Regions from separate parts of the Mus musculus genome. Here region 1 is linked to region 2. The links are chromatin contacts, called in public Hi-C maps. All regions are on one chromosome and are shown on one strand. Each heading gives the region's core, a stretch centred on a gene start, on an enhancer-like site or on the middle of the called end of the contact. The rest is flanking DNA. Distances are from core to core; before and after follow the strand shown. Region 1 has its middle 440 kb from the start of Gm31711. Region 2 has its middle 32 kb from the start of Gm31711.

Region 1 (5,302 bases), core at 830-3,329, 410 kb after region 2:
CATTTGAACCTTTGGTTATTGATAGGACAGCTAAAATTGCCAAGGCTTTTGAAATCTTTAAACAATACATTGAATACATATAAATATGTTAAATGGATGCATATGTGTATGCATATGTGAAAACCCAGGAATAGTATCCCTATGGGACACATAAGTATAGGAGGCACATGTCACAAACTCTATGACTATACCCATGGTACAGATGATTGCCTTCCTCTTCCTAGGCTGCATTTCACTCCAGGAAAAAGTGATAAGAACATACCCAGGTCAGAGGCTTCCATCTAAGCTAGCTATAAAATTAGCAACATAATTTGTGGTTGTGAATCACTTATTTGATAGCGAAAGAAGGTGAAGAATTCCTATGCTGAATACACAGGTAAAATGCAAGTCCTGTACATGTAAAGAGAAGCCTTGTCCTAGTGGCTGTTGCTAGTCACATTTCAAAAACTGTTCTGCTGTGCTAAGCTGCTGACATATTTCAGAGATTAACCTGAGTACTATTGCTTGGGTCTTGGCCAGCATGTGCTGTTGGGTGTGTTAAGAGAGGAAACTATTAAACAGAAGAAAGAATTTTACTATTTTTACATGGATTATTTTTTTAAAATAGGAACTGTTTTCTAGTGATGCCATTGCAGAATTCCTGAGTTGCCCGTCTATGGTTAGCTAATCATCAGGCAAGCACTAAAGCCTATGGACTTGAATTTTCCTATAGGACCTGATTAAGACCTCAGACTGAGCCAGTGCTTGCTCTGTATTGTGCTCTGTATCATGTTCCCACCTACCTGGCTATGACTTCTGAGCCATGCTTAGACCTTCCTGATGTGAGGGAGTAATTACAATGACAGAAGCAGAAGGCAGGAGAGGTTCTCCTTCAGGGACACCAAGGCTGAGCTTATGAAATCCACTCCTGGTACTCAGTCTGGACCCAAAGCTCAGAACATGGTTCTTTCCCTCCTCTTCCCCATTTTAGAAAGCATCCTTTGAATTTCATTTCTTCATGTGCTTTTTACCCGTGTACATATTTTCTACATTCAATTTTCTACCTCACAGTTAAAGGCAGATTTTCCTCTTTCCTTCATAATGGAGTAAGCCCACTTAATTTGCTAGAAATCCAAGCTGGAATAAAGAGAGGCCGTTCTGACCAACTAACCATGTTCATGATTGAGAAAACATGGGGGAAAGTTTTCAGAATTTCAGCATGCCTGTTAATGATGCCAGACAATATAATAGTGTAATATTTATTTGCAATTTCCTACTGACCTGGCCTTTCCTTCCATATCCTAAGCTTGGGAGGAGGACAGTTGTACCATAGAGGGTGCTGTGCTTGAATCAAGGACAAATATTGCCCCTAAGATACCTCAGAAAAGCCATTGAAATATACTCTTTTTTAAAGGCACACCCATGTGGATTTTTCTCATGTACCCTCAGTGTCTTGATACTGGCACAACTGGGAACTCTTACATGTGATAGATCTTTAAAAAAAAAAAAAAAAAAGGACATTCTTTGCTTCACACTGTAAACTAAATGCTTTCTTTCCTTAGAGATCTCAGAATAGGTCTGCATGCATGATACCAAACACCTATGCTGAGAAAAACAGGAGCAAACAATGCCATAGGGGACTGCCTTTGAAATGGAGCCTGGGAATCAGTCAACCACACAGCAGTATTTGTTTGCTTTCCTTGTTTTCCCAGAACAGTACTCACCTGAAGCAACAACCTGCACTTTGTCCTTTGTGGAGATGAGGAGGGGCACAGAAGGGATGCTTTCTGGCTGCTTGTCAAGGCGTTCCCAACACAAGATGGCTCAGAGTTTGTATCTTAGGTAACCCTGGGGCTACTGTTCACTTCACCTGGGTAGATATGCAAAGACTATGGCATCCTCAGCTAAGGAGCAATTCTTCAGCCAAACGTTAAGCACAGTCTCTGGTTCCCTGGCACTGGTGTGAGTTTTTTCTGCATACTGGAGGTAGGGGAGCATTTAGCCATCTCTTACTTTGCATTCAGTCTATCAGAAGCAGTTACTTTCCTCTGTGAACCTTATTCCCAAATATCAAAAAGGAAACAGGGGACTCTTTTCCAGGACAACCTGTTTGCCAACTTGCTAACCCTGCCATTCACTCAGGAGGGCAAAGGTGAGCCACTCTCTTCCACTAATACTGGAACCTAAGTAAAAGTCTTAGGCTTTCTCAAATGACAAGACCCAGGTGGTACCTCACAGGCCTTGTTTGGTGTGGTTGCTTTAAATATACAAAGTAAAGACGACATTATACCAGAGTTGAACCATCACTGTATATGGGAAAACCCAGAGCTTGGCAACTTAGACTTGACATTCCCCAAGTCAAGGATTGGGCTGTCTCTGCTCGAAAGTCTAGCTCCTTGATTTGTTTGTGTGTTTGTAGAGACAGTATCACTGTATAGACTATCCTGGCCTGGAACACCTGCTTCTTCCCATTTGGGGGACGGCAGGAGTGTACTATGCACCTTACCATTGTGATATTGTGTCTCCTGTGTATTTCTGGAGCCTGGCATTAGGTATCTCAATCGAAACCTTTCAAAGAGAAATGTGATGTCTGAGTTAGTTACTATCTAATAAAGTTTATTCTGTTAATCAAATATTAGCTTCAATCTTCCTGTTGGCTGACCACCAAGAGAACTCTCTTGGATCCCCAAAACATCCTTGGGCTGCTAGTATAAACACATGATTTGACCCTTTTTTCATGAATAAGTGACTTCTGTGTATCATGGCTTCATTTGGGAACTATAGAGTTGGCATTCCAGGAAACAAGCTTTGTCCAGTTCTGAAGAGGCACTTTCCAACTCAGGCTTTGCTAAGTAATTTAAGTAACATAAATCACCAAATGTGTACCCTTGGCCTCTCTCATCTTAGTGTAGTTAGAAAATAAGATGAGGAGACAATTTTAACCCCTCCCAGATATCTAATTCTTTGGTAAAGCATGCTACATATGTAGAACTCCAAAGCTTCCAGTACCTTAGAGGTAAAATTGACTCTTGTGACACATCATGGCTAATCACAGAAGTGACACTAGAGCGGCCAAAACAGGAAAGGGATGATACTAGGTGACTGGAGGCTAGTAAGAGTTGGCTATAGGCTGCATTAACACCCTGAGATAATCTAAAGGCTTGGTTGAGGGGTCTTTGGCAGTACATTGGCAAGCGCAAGAAGAAACACAGATATGTAGTGTGATAAAAAGAAAATGTCAAAAGTAAAGAAGGAAAGAAGGAAAGAATGAAAAATAAATAAAAGAAAAAAAATCCAGCCTTGAAATTTATAGAAACCAGAAGTTAATTCTGAGATGCCATTAAGTAAGGAGCTTAAAACCTTGTCTTAGTACCATTCCTATTAGTGTTAACAGAATACATGAGACTATGATCAATGAAGTATAAAGGTTTTGGCTAGACCATGGCTTGGGATGTTTGGAGGTCACAGCCATGTCTTCCATATTTCTTCACTTTAGAGAAAGAATCCTCACATTGCTTTTCATCACATCAGGAAGCAGAAAAGCAAGTAAGGAGTGGTAAAAGACTATTATGAGCAACATCTTTGATTTATAATCTATAATCTAGTTCACATGAAAGGGAGAACATGCTCCTAAAACACATGGACCTTTCTAAATGAATGGCACAATCACCTCTTAAACTCCCCCCAAGGGTTATCATAATGACAATCAAATTACAATGTGAGTTTTGAAGAGGTTTGCTTTTCCCCTGTCCATCTAGAATACTGTCTATTCTGGGACTTACCACACCTTTCCATTTGTGTTGTCCATCTTGTGTTGTCCATCTTGTGTTTTGTCCCATTTGAACTCTGTTAGGCTTTTTAATACTCTCTTCCTGCAGTAGTCATGGAAGGAAGCAAATTTTGGCCCTGGGATGAAGTCAAAATACTCCAGGATATTACATTGTAACATTGGTAGAGTTGTTTGGTCTATGCCTTCCTTCTATAGTGAAGCTCTGAATTACTTACCTACACAGAGACTCCCATCTGTCCTACTTCCTCTCTCCTCAGTACTAGGTGTAACTTTTGAAAAGTTACATGTCTCCCACTGCAATCGAAGAACTACTTCAGTTTTCCAGTTCTCCACCAGCCTTCATATACCACTGCTACCTTGTGCTTGTGATTGTCTCAAAATTGTTAAAATGCTTCCATAACCTTTGTCGTGTTGAATCAGCCTACCTGTTTATGACCTAGTCACTATACCTGATATTGCTTTGGCTTTTTTGCAAATAAGTGAGATTTTACCATCTGGGCAAGATTGTATGCTGCAAGATTCTCAAGACCATATAGACAGAGCCAAGGAAAGCCAGAGCCCATGGTCTAAGCTCACCTACTTCTCTCCACACCTAAAACTCTCTTCTGTCATTTGGCCAAAATCCTGAGAGTTATTTTTGTTCTCTGCTAGCTAGGAAACTGAAGTCTAGAAAGAATCTTACAAATTAATATTTCAACAGGCAACAGGTCACCCCTCTCTAGGACACTGCATTTTAATGAGCTTCCATCAGTTATATAAAATGAGGAGAAGCACTCCTAAATACACAACTTCTAAGCAATAACTCAGAGTGTGTTCCAGAGATACTGGGGATGCGAGGTTTTTGTTTGTTTGTTTTTGTTTGATGAATAGCTCTCAACCTGCATCATGTGCAGGGTTCCCTCGTCTGGTTTCTCTAGTCCTCTTAAGGAATTACTTTTCTGAGACATTGACTTCTGCACCTGCTAAGAGTATGCATACAGGTAGAGGTACTCCACTGTGATTGCCTCATAATAAATCAGGATTGTGCTTTGCTCTAAGAATGAGCTCTGCTTGTGTACTTTCTCAGCGTACTCTTTTTTATATTTATTTTATTTTATTTTTTTAATCTTTTTTATTTTATTTTAATTAGGTATTTTCTTCATTTACATTTCCAATGATACCCCAAAAATCCCCCATATCACCCCCACTTCCCTACTCCCCCACCACCACTCTCACTTCTTGGCCCTGGTGTTCCCCTGTACTGAGGCTCAGCGAACTCTTGTTCTGATATTTACCACATGCAGTCACTGTGGGTCTCTGACCATAATAAAAGCAATCTAGCCATCGGAACCTTGGGCCAGTGGCAAACAGGAAGGGTTAAATGTTTCTGCATGAAGCAAGCCTGGCTCAACCCCATGAATCTCTTTTTCACATTTGCTGCTTATTCATAACCCAAGCCCATCTGCTGTGCAAGTAACGATCGATCAGCGGCTCCTGTTTCAGATGTCAACCGCCCCAGCTGTTTCTCTCTCTCTCTCTGTAAACACAAAGGGG
Region 2 (5,200 bases), core at 134-2,633:
AGCCCTCATTAATCATAGCTTTGCCTTCCAGAGAAGAAATGTGTTTTTTATAAGCTGGTCCTTATGAATAGGGCTGATTACAAAGCTGTAAAAGTCAGACATGAATTAGTGTGCAGAGTCCCTAAAGTCCCCAAATGCCACACCAAGGCAGGACTTTTAAGTGCAATTATAACTTCTGGAACCAGCATAACATGATGTTCTGCATTTGAAAATCTGAGAAAGCATCTGCATGAATTTCTTATTCCATTTGCTATTTGCATACTTGCAAAATTTAAAAACCTGCTTTGGCATATGTCAGGAAAAAAAACTACAAAATCTTTTTTTTTTTCAGAATAATGGAAGGAAAAAAATGCAGTGTAAATATTTGTGTCAAAAGCTTGATAAGGGGAATGCCTGCCCCCGCTCTTGGATTATAGTTTCTGGCTCTCCCAAGCATGGCAGTTTCACTGGACAAGCAGTTACAAGAGAAGTGCAAATGACCTGAACTTATTAGGAAAATGCTTCCATTACTAATTGAGTGGCAAAACTGAAACTTGGCCTTCACAGTCACTCTTCATTGCCAGATAAATGCCCAGTGGATTCTGAGTGGACCCTGGCATTTTCCCAAGCTGGAGCTTTATGTCAGTATCTTTGCCACTGTGCCCCCCTCCTCACTGAGACTTTTTCTCTAGGATCCTTGAAACTGTGCCCAGTAATTTGTTCCATTTTAACTATGGCAAGCAAAGAGACTCGCTTTGCTATTTTTACTTCAAGGTCTTAGCTCTGGAGCTGCACCATCCATTTAAGTATTCGGCATTGGTTGATGATGAAGGTAGTTGGAGGAAGTTAGTTGGATTTGAACCTTCCTGTCAACTAACTTTGACTTAATGTTTTTAAGCATATAGACAACAGACTTTTTACAAAGCAAGTCAGAGACATTTTTGTACACCTAGAGATGGGCACAAAAAAGAAACACATGAGTGACCAGTAGTGAATAGATAAGAGAATCATGATTTTCACCCAGCTGCCTCAACACACACCTCCATGGATGTTCCTGCATGTGCATGAACTAATCATGATACTGTCATGTGCCTACCTTAAGAGAAGTGCCCTTCTGCAAACTAATATACAAAGATAAATCGAATATAGGGTCTATCTTTTCTAAACAAACAAACCCCTCATCTTTCTTATGTCTCTACTCATGGAGACAAAAGCAGAAAAAGTTGATAATGTCAAATGTTGGTGTTATCATGGAGGAGTGAGGGAAAGTCAACAACACCAACCAGGAGGATTAACATGGTCCTGGCTAAAAGCCCAGCCTCCAGTAGGTAAGCGTGCATGCAGATGTCCTCATGCAATGATCACTCCCTTTCTGCATAGGACTCTGGACTTAGCCAGGAAAAGAGGACATGACCTGTTTGGATCGCTGTCCCAACGGGCAAGGTCATAGTCTATTCAGATTATCTGTGAGTAGCCTTTCCCTTAGTTACAGTTGGGCCACAGGAAGTACCTCGAACTCACTGTCTCAGGAAGTCCCACCTGACCTGTCCTTCTTGCTATCACAGTGCAACTTCTAGCAATCATTTTTAAAGATGAAGAATGCTTCCCATTTCTGGCCTACACAGATGCACCAAGAAGTCTTCTGATGCCAAAGCTCGCTGAAAATGTAAGGTAATGATTAACTCAGTAGGAATTTCACCTGCAGAGAGTTAACAATTGACAGCTAAGACAGGGAGATGCTCTGGAATAAGAAAGGCATGGTGAAAAGTCTGGTGTAACTCTGATAGGCCTGCCTTTATATGTTCCTTGACCTTATTCCCTTACTGCTTTTAATATTCTATCTTTATTTAGTGCATTTGTTGTTCTGACTATTATGTGTCGGGAGGAATTTCTTTTCTGGTCCAGTCTATTTGGAGTTCTGTAGGTACATTTACACAATGGAGTACTACTCAGCTATTAAAAAGAATGAATTTATGGAATTCCTAGGCAAATGGATGGACCTGGAGGGCATCATCCTGAGTGAGGTAAACCAATCACAAAAGAACTCACACGATATGTACTCACTGATAAGTGGATATTAGCCCAGAAACTTAGGATACCCAAGATATAAGATACAATTTGCTAAACGCATGAAACTCAAGAAGAACGAAGACCAAGGTGTGGACACTTTGCCCCTTCTTAGAATTGGGAACAAAACACCCATGGAAGGAGTTACAGAGACAAAGTTTGGAGCTGAGAAGAAAGGATAGACCATCTAGAGACTGCCATACCCAGGGATCCATCCCATAATCAGCCTCTAAACGCTGACACCATTGCATACACTAGCAAGATTTTGCTGAAAGGACCCAGATATAGCTGTCTCTTGTGAGGCTATGTCAGAGCCTAGCAAACACAGAAGTGGATGCTCACAGTCAGCTATTGGATGGATCACAGGGCCCCCAATGGAGGAGCTAGAGAAAGTAACCAAGGAGCTAAAGGGTTCTGTAACCCTATAGGTAGAACAACAATATGAACAAACCAGTACTCTCCCAGAGCTTGTGTCTCTAGCTGCATATGTATCAGAAGATTGCCTACTCTGCCATCATTGGAAAGGGAGGCCCATTGGTCTTGCAAACTTTATATGCCTCAGTACAGGGGAACACCAGTGCCAAGAAGTGGGAGTGGGTTGGTAGGGATGTGGGGGGTGGGGAGGGTATGGGGAACTTTTGGGATAGCATTGGAAATGTAAATGAAGAAAATACCTAATTAAAAAAATTTTTTAAAACAAGAAAGGCATGGTGATCAGCTGGTCCAATACAATGGGAGTATGCGAAAGGAACCAGTGGCAAGTGCAGCCAGATGTACTGTGCTAGCATGCTTTATGTAAACCTGCTTTCACAACTGGGCTAAAGAGATTTTCTGTCCCCCATTTGGGAAAATGGAAGAAGAGAGGGATTGCTTACGTTTTCTGAGGTAACACTGATGAGAAGTGGCAGAGACAACTCAGTCAACTGGCTCTGGAGGCCAAGCTCTATCTGTGATGCCCTTGGCTGAGAAGAAGTGATAGATAATCTCAGACAGTGGCTGTAGGAAACTCTTCAGGTCTCATTGTCTAGTTGGCAGTTCTTACTCTGTGTCCTTGCCTGAGTCCAGGTTGGTAAAGAAACCCTATTATTTTGAGAAGACTTCTGTATTAAACATCAACAATCCTGCTTGCTTAGATTCTGGTCTTCCTGGTTTCCTCTCTCCTCATAACAAGAGGGTACCCAGTTGATAAGGCTTTTTGTAGCCCTAATAAGCCTGTGCAGTAACTGTGCCTTTGGGAGTTTCTTCCCACACTCCATTTCTCCATGCTGCCATTGCTTTGTTCTTCTTTTGTTTTTGATGAGACTGGACATCTAATAATGAGTGTCTTCCCACCCACATGGTTATTTGTCAGGTTCCTTTTGAGTATCCCTTCCTATAGGTAGCAGTAATGACTGTCCACATGATAATAAGCACCATCCTCACAAATCTCCTTATCAGATTTCCTTTGAGCTGCCATAGAACTTGTTGGGACCTAGTTATAGAATTCCTCTTAAAGCTGTGTCAATTCCCTCTTCCATATGACACAGAAGTACCCTCCTTCCAACCTTACAGTGCTAAAATATTCTTATTTTCCATAGCTTTAGTTATCAGGGAAAAACTCCCTTAAACTAATGGGAAATAACACAGTTTCCAGTTTTGCTTTCTATAGCCACAGGAAAACTCAGTCTTGAAACCATAAAAATAATAGTGTCCTAGAGGAGGACACCTCACACAGGCCAGAACAGGGATGTGTGCATGGAAAAGGTGAGTTCCTGGGCTTCGGCAATTAAAGACCCTTCATTCTTCCTTATAATCCTCTAGTGTTTTCCTACTGCCTGCTCTTCTTCTTTTCACTCTCTTTCCTTCTTTCCTTTGTTAATTCTTTCCTTGCTTGCTTGCTTGCTTCCTTCCAGTCTTCTTTTCTTTTTTCATTTCTTCTCTTTTATTTTTGTAGCCGGGACATCATATAGCCCAGACTGACCCAGAATTAAGTAGCTGTCCTTATTTCTCAAAATCCTCCTGCTTCAGCTTCTTGAGTGTTATAATAACAAGTGTCTGCTGCATGTCTGGCCACTTTAAAATGGAAAAGTTACTGGGAAGCAAGGTCTACTTAAACAAGCTACTTAAAAAAAATGCTTTTAAGAAGCTATGTGTGGCCTCATGGAGATCTGCTAAGCCATTAAAAACAATGACTTCATGAAATTCACAGGCAAATGGATGGAACTAGAAAATATCATCCTGACTGAGGTAACACAGTCACAAAAGAACATACATGGTATGTACTCACTAATAAGTGGATATTAGGCAAAAAGCTCAGAATACCCATGATACAACTTACATACCATATGAAGGTCAAGAAGAAGGAAAACCAAAGTCTGGATACCTCAGTCCTACTTAGAAGGGGGTACAAATAATCATGGAAGGTAGATTGGGCAGGACTTGGGAGGGAGAGAGGAGAGTGAGAGGAAAAAAGTGGGGCAGGATCAAGGAGTGGGAGGAGACAGGGGTGATGTACAGAGGGTCAGGAAATTGAGCAGAGGTGTGTAGCAATGGAGGATGGGAAACTGGGGGTAGCAACCAGAAAGTCCCAGATGCCAGGAATGCAAGAGGCTACCAGGACCCAGCAAAGATCACATTGCTGAAATGCCCAGCAAAGGGGAAAGAGAACCAGTAGAGACCATTTCCAGAAGTTAGGCATGTCACCCAGTGAGGGATGGAGCCACCCATCCATCTAAAATTTTAACACAGAGTTGTTCCTGTTTGAAGGAAATACGGAGACAAAGAGTGGAGTAAAGACTGAAGGAAAGGCCATTCAGAGACTGCCCTACCTGGGGATCCATCCCATATGCAGCTACCAAACCCAGACACTATTGCTGATGCCAAGAACTACTTGCTGACAGGAGCCTGATAGAGCTGTCTCCTGAGAGGCTCTTCCAGAGCCTGACCAATACAGATGTGGAGGCATGCAGCCAACCTTTGGACTGAGTGTGGAGACCCCAATGGAGGAGTTAGGGGAAGGACTGAAAGAGGTGAAGGGGTTTACAACCCCATAGGAAGAACAACTATATCAGCCAACCAGCCTCCACCCCCCCAAACCCCCGGAATTCCCAGGGACTAAACCACCAACCAAAATGTACACATGGAGGGAACCATGGCTCCAGCTGCATATATAGCA

What was found. Hi-C and Micro-C count contacts between places; a contact is called where the count stands out from the background.
Region 1: a contact with region 2 is called in a Hi-C map of liver, with 4 times the contacts expected there. The contact joins two enhancer-like sites. A contact is called at or near these places in 1 of 484 Hi-C or Micro-C datasets (liver) and 1 of 115 datasets of contacts at active chromatin or transcription factors (pancreatic cancer cells).

Annotation. Positions count from the first base shown.
Region 1 is chr13:16,700,657-16,705,958 of GRCm38.p6, forward strand. No RefSeq gene overlaps it. Among named protein-coding and RNA genes, the nearest start is that of Gm31711, 440 kb to the left of the region's middle. Within about 2 kb of position 2,080, at least 4 of the 459 cell types and tissues checked have an H3K27ac peak or open chromatin away from gene starts, as enhancers often do. A contact at or near this core is called in liver, where this site is marked.
Region 2 is chr13:16,290,423-16,295,622 of GRCm38.p6, forward strand. No RefSeq gene overlaps it. Among named protein-coding and RNA genes, the nearest start is that of Gm31711, 32 kb to the left of the region's middle. Within about 2 kb of position 1,384, at least 9 of the 459 cell types and tissues checked have an H3K27ac peak or open chromatin away from gene starts, as enhancers often do. A contact at or near this core is called in liver, where this site is marked.